Regions from separate parts of the Cricetulus griseus genome. Here region 2 is linked to region 1. The links are chromatin contacts, called in public Hi-C maps. All regions are on one chromosome and are shown on one strand. Each heading gives the region's core, a stretch centred on a gene start, on an enhancer-like site or on the middle of the called end of the contact. The rest is flanking DNA. Distances are from core to core; before and after follow the strand shown. Region 1 holds the start of LOC113834908 (Krueppel-like factor 13). Region 2 has its middle 190 kb from the start of Otud7a.

Region 1 (2,700 bases), core at 49-2,548:
GAGGGGGCGTGCCCGATGGGGGCGCGGTCGCCGAGAGGGCGCCGGCTCCAAGCGCCCCGGCCGGCCAGCGTCACGCGAGGCCGGAGCGCCAGGGCAGGGGCGCGGCCGCGATCGCTCTCAGCTCCCGGCTCCCCGCCCCCGGTCCCGGCCCCGGTCCCGGCCCCTACAGCGCTGGGCCGAGAGCTCTGGGGGCGTGGCCGTCCCCGAGCAGTCAGTCCCTAGTCCGCTTGATCGCGGCGTTCGGGCCGCCCCACTGACCTGTGTGAGTTCTCAGGTGCGCCTTGAGGTGCGAAGATTTCCCGTAAACTTTCTCGCAGCCCGCGTAGTGGCACTTGTGCTTCCTCTGCGGGGACTCGAGGTCTGCGCGACTCCGGCCCCGCCGACCCCTTTGTCTGAGGCCGGGCTCGCCGCTCCCCGCGGGCCCCGGCTCCGGCTCCAGTGCCGCCTCGGGCTCGCTCCACGCGGGGCTGGGGGGCGCGGCCGGCGCGCCTGCTTGTCCCGGGGGGCGGGCTCTGGGCGGGCGGCGGCGCAGGGGCGCGGGCGGCAGGCGGCAGGGGGTCCTCGCCTTGCGCGCAGCGGCCCCTTCTCTGCGTTCCGCGGGGGCGGGCGCCGGCGCCTGCTGGTTGAGGTCCGCTAGGATCCGCGCCACCACGAAAAGCGAGGCGCTGTCCTTGCCGTCGCGGCGTTCGTCAACGCGGGGCAGTGTGGGGGCGGCGGCGGCCGCGCCCTCGGGCCGGGGCTCAGGCCCTTCCCGCGGCTCGTGCACGACTGCGCGGCTAGACATAGACACGAGGCACTCGGCGGCAAAGTGATCCACATAGGCGGCGGCTGCCATGCTGCGGGCTTGGGCGCGCGGTGCTCTCGCCGAGTCGTCAGCGGCGCATCCGCACCCACGGCCTCCGGAGAGCGCGGGGGGGCGGGGCGCGGCGCGCCCTCTTCTCCGGCTGGGCTGGGCTAGGCTGGGCGCGCAGCCGCTTCTGCCGTCACCCGCGCGGCTCCGCGTCCGCCTGGCCGGGTACTGGAGGGTGAGCGCATGGGGGGCTCCAACGAGGAGGGTCCGCGTGCGGCGTCAGGGCCGGCTTGTCTTACGGATGTCGAGCGGCGATGTTAGGCACGACCCCTGCAAGTTGCGGTCGCAGTTCCACCGTGCATTGTGGCAGGCGGGACAGCCTCCGTGCGCGCCGCTGCTCGGTGTGGGCGGACCGGCCCCGGGGGTGGGCGGGGCCGGGGCCACATCTGGACCCGACGTCAGCCCCCAGCCACATCCTGGCGGCGCAGGTTACAGGCGGCAGCGGCCGCAGGGAGCAGCGCGCACGAAGGGGGCGGGGAGCCTGGAGCGCGCACCAGAGGGACCGTGCGGTCGCGCGCCCGCGCCCTGTGAGGGGCGTGGCCAGTGGCAGACGCGAACGCCATTGGCTCTTGAGTACTCTAGCCCGCCAATCCGGGCCTCCAGAGGGCCCTACTGGCCGCGGGACCTGCGCGCGCCAGTGGGCGTGCCCCTGGACCTGCAGGAGGAGGGGCGGAAATCGGAGCCCAGCGCGCGGCACGGTGACGCATGACGTTCGAGGGTGGCGGGCCGCGGTGTAGCGGCGCAGGGTTGGGGCGCGTGCCTCCCGCAGCGGGAACCCCGCCGGGCCTTTCCATGCCAGGGCTTTTGTGCGCAGGCAACCGTGGGTGGTGCGAGGATGGCAACGCTGGGGAGGGCACCCTGTGGTCGCTCCGCCCGCCGGCAGCGCGGGCGAGGTGGCGTATCCGTCTCGGCGGGACCTAGGCGGCCAGCCTCGCCTATGGGCGGGACACTGCCGCTCCTCACCCCACCGCAGCGGAGTTCTCGGGTGGCCGGGCTTGTATTGCAGCCTCCAGCCATCTCAACACTCTGCCCCATTGAGCTCCAGTCCTCGGCGCAGCCCTGGCGAGAGCCAAGTCACCACCGGGCCGCCCCGCCCCCGCGCGGCCGCGCTGCCCTTGAGCCCCTGTTAACCTGGCTGGTGCAGGGCCCACCACTGCCAGTGCTGAGTGAGTGAGCTACGTGCTGGGGCTGCGGTCGCGGCTGTTCAGGGAACACAGGGCCCCTTCCTCCCCCTTCCTGCCCCAGGCCTGCTGCCAACTTCTCCAGGCCGCCCCTCTCCCACCGCGGTCGGTCGTGGAGGCTTCAAACACCACCAGCTGCGAGGACCCCGCCCAGGGCGCCCCACCCATCCACTGTCTGGGCCTCTAAAGGAAATGCTCCTCTGAGTCCTGCCGGGGCCTTCCAACCAGGCCACCTTGCTCTAGAGTCTAGACACACATTCATATCGTTCTCTCCAAACACACTAGGCCATCGTCAGAGAGACCATAGCTTCCTACTGCCTTTCAACCAATCTTAACGCACTTTTCAGGACTCTGGCCGTGGCTGGCCTCTGACCTGTGAGAACAGGGTCAGCAGCTTCTGCTTTCCATTGTGGGTGATGCCTTGAAACAAGTCAGCCATCAGCATGTCGGGGAGGCCCCCCGATGGTCCACTCTAGAGGACTAAAGCAGGGGCAAATCACCTCCTATGGCAAAATTAAGAACCATGGTTCTGACTTCAAGTTCTCCGCCTCCAAATTTATTGAGAGCCTTGAATAGAAAAGACTTTGACTTCTGTTAACCACGGGAAACTGAACAATTTGGAATTTTCAGTTGTGAAACTTAGGTTAACGTCTGAGCTCCTCTGAGTGC
Region 2 (2,700 bases), core at 55-2,554, 76 kb before region 1:
CCTCCCCGAAGGTCTGCCCCCACCATTGATGCCTCCTTCTCTTCCTCCTGAGCCCCACAATCCCAGGGCTTCTCCCTCCAAGAACCACTACAAAGCTCCCCAATAGCTCCTTCTGTCTGACACACACCACAGTGAAGAGACCTGACACACACCGGCTACCCTTGGATGTCCTCTGTCTCTATGTCTCCCACCAGAGTGAAGAGACCTAGGTATGTAGGTCAACAGGTTCAGAACTCATCCTGGGTTCGGAACTAGGCTGCATCACAGACTAGTCCCTCTGTCTCCGTTCCTTATTTTTCTTTTCTTTTTTTCCTTTTCTCTTCTTCTTCTTTTTTGTTTTTTGTTTGTTTTGAGACAAGGTTTCTCTGTGTGGGTTTGTAGACCAGGCTGGTCTTGAATTCATAGAGATCTGCCTGCCTCTACCTCCTGAGTGCTGAGATTAAAGGCATGCGCTGCCACCACCGCCCGACTTCGTTCCTTATTTTTCCAAGGTAACAGAAGCTCTAAGATGGAGTGGAGCAGGAGACTGTGCAAGTCCTGAACCACCAGAGCCAGAATGCCATGCCAACCTGGGGAGGTTTCTACAGTGTAGACCCAGATCTACTTTCCAGAGGCTACCACCTGGGAGCCCTGACCCTCTTCCCAGGTTCACCTAATATCTGTGTAGATGGGCCACCTGGGCCGCCTCCCACCAACCAATCATGCTTCAATGTGAGTCCAGACATTCCAGGTGCAAATGCTGTAAGAACTGCCCACATCCCTGGAAGTTCCTCACCCTCCCACCACCTCACCCTCTCTGTGTTGTCCAGTGTCCCCCATTAGGTTTCTCCTTTACTTCTGAAGCCCACAGACCTTGGTCCTTCCCCTCTGCCCTGTACCAACTCTATGCATCTCCTGGCCATTTGTGATCAGGACCTATTGTCCCTGGATCTCCCTGACAAAGCCTGAGGTCTACCTTATTCTTTTTTTTTTTTTTTTTTGGCCACTATAACAAAATAACTAAGACTGGATCATTGATAAAGAATTGAAGGTTATCCGGCTTTCAGTTCTTGAAGTACAGGTGTGTGGCATCTGGTGAAGGCTAGCTTGCTGTACCATAACATGGTAGGGTACCCTGATGAGACAGAGGAGGGACTAGTTTGGGTCTCTCCATCTCTTTGTAAGTGTAAGGCCACTCATGGGGCCCTACCCACATGAATTCATTTGTCCTCATTATCTTCCAGAGAGCCCACCTCCAAACAACACTGGCAGGAATTTCCAACAGATCTGTCCTAAAGACAGCCCTTTGGACCACGGAGAGGGCTGGCGGACCCCGCACTCGCTGACAGTGCACATTCTTCACTCACCCTCCCAGCCATGGCCACAGGTCTAGGCTGTGGTTTCATGAGTCATGGCCCCAGCTCTCCTCCTAATGATCGGTGTTAGCCAGGTAAGTTAGTGAGCCTGGATTTCCTCACCTAGAGGCCCATGCTTCCCACATGACCCCTGTGTTCCTGAACCCCATGGGTATATCCTGACCACCTATGAGGGTAGCAGAAGGCTTCCACATGGGAGGCACTAGTGTGCACAGATGTAGGAGGCCACTCTTCACCACAACAACAAGATGAACATATGGTAGAGAGATAGGCATTTGGGGCTCAGGCCTATAATCCCAGCACCCGAGACTCAGAGGCAGGAGGATCAGGAATGGGGTCATCACTCGCTGCTTCTTGATGGCAGACACACTGTGACCAGCCACCTCCTGCTCCTGCACGAGGACGTTTCCCCATGATGAACAGGCCCAAAGCTGTGAACAAAACCAGACTCCTCTTCCTTAAGTTACTTTTGTTGAGGGTTTGGTCCTGATGGCAAGAAATGTAACTAGCTGGACCAGTTAAACAAACAGTCACAGAAAACTATTGGCTGTTATGGAGGGAAGTGTAAAGAGCTCCAGGCTTGCCTATGGGGTCAGGGCCTTCCTGAGCAGGGGAAAGGCAAGGAGCAGCCAGTAAGGCTGGGGAGTGTCCTGAAGGAGGAAATTTCCAGTGCTGTCTCTATATCACAAGTCAGGAGGCTGGGCGAGGTAAGGAAGGAAACATGGGACAAACCTGCCCTCAGAGGGAAGCAGGTCCCTGTACACGGGTGCTCAGAACTGCTGTGTCATTCTGAACTGTGGGAATAGGTTATGGATGACATTTTAAAATGTTCCCTTCAGCTGTGCTACAAACAGACTTAAGACACAGCTAGGCCAGGTGTGGTAACACGTGGCTGTAATCCCAGCACTTGGAAGGTGGAGGCCAGCCAGGGATATCTGAGACTCTGTTTCAAAGGGCCCAAAACAAAAAAGACACAAACAGGCTGCTATGACCAAGTTTCCTGTGTCACAGCAACCCTGACCAGCCAGCCTGGGGTCTCACTTGTCGAGGAGCCAGAGCTGTGAACCCAACTCCCAGACACCACACTCCAACAACTTTACTCCACTTTGATGTCTTCAAAGGGATTGGTGCACAAAATCCTGAGCTGACTGTATATAGCATTAAAGAATTTGTGAATTAATATTTAAGTCATTAAGGCAGATGGGGTATGGAGAAGGACATCCACACATGCAGGACACACCTAGTGGGGTAGAAGAGCTGAGGCCTTCCTCCAAGGTTGGACACAGGAAAGAGAGACATGAGATGCCTGGTTCCCAAGACAGATGCCAGGGCCCAGTCTCAGGGC

The links. A called contact is a pair of places that touch in the nucleus more often than the background predicts.
Region 2: a contact with region 1 is called in a Hi-C map of the CHL-YN cell line, with 2.3 times the contacts expected there. The contact joins the enhancer-like site here to the promoter of LOC113834908 in region 1. A contact is called at or near these places in 3 of 8 Hi-C or Micro-C datasets (the CHL-YN cell line, the CHO-K1 cell line and liver).

Annotation. Positions count from the first base shown.
Region 1 is chr3:133,273,755-133,276,454 of CriGri-PICRH-1.0, reverse strand. LOC113834908 (Krueppel-like factor 13) reads right to left here and starts at 1,298. Exons shown (of 2, transcript XM_027408066.2): 1 at 259-1,298. The coding sequence starts at 835.
Region 2 is chr3:133,349,680-133,352,379 of CriGri-PICRH-1.0, reverse strand. No RefSeq gene overlaps it. Among named protein-coding and RNA genes, the nearest start is that of Otud7a, 190 kb to the left of the region's middle. Within about 2 kb of position 1,304, at least 1 of the 6 cell types and tissues checked has open chromatin away from gene starts, as enhancers often do.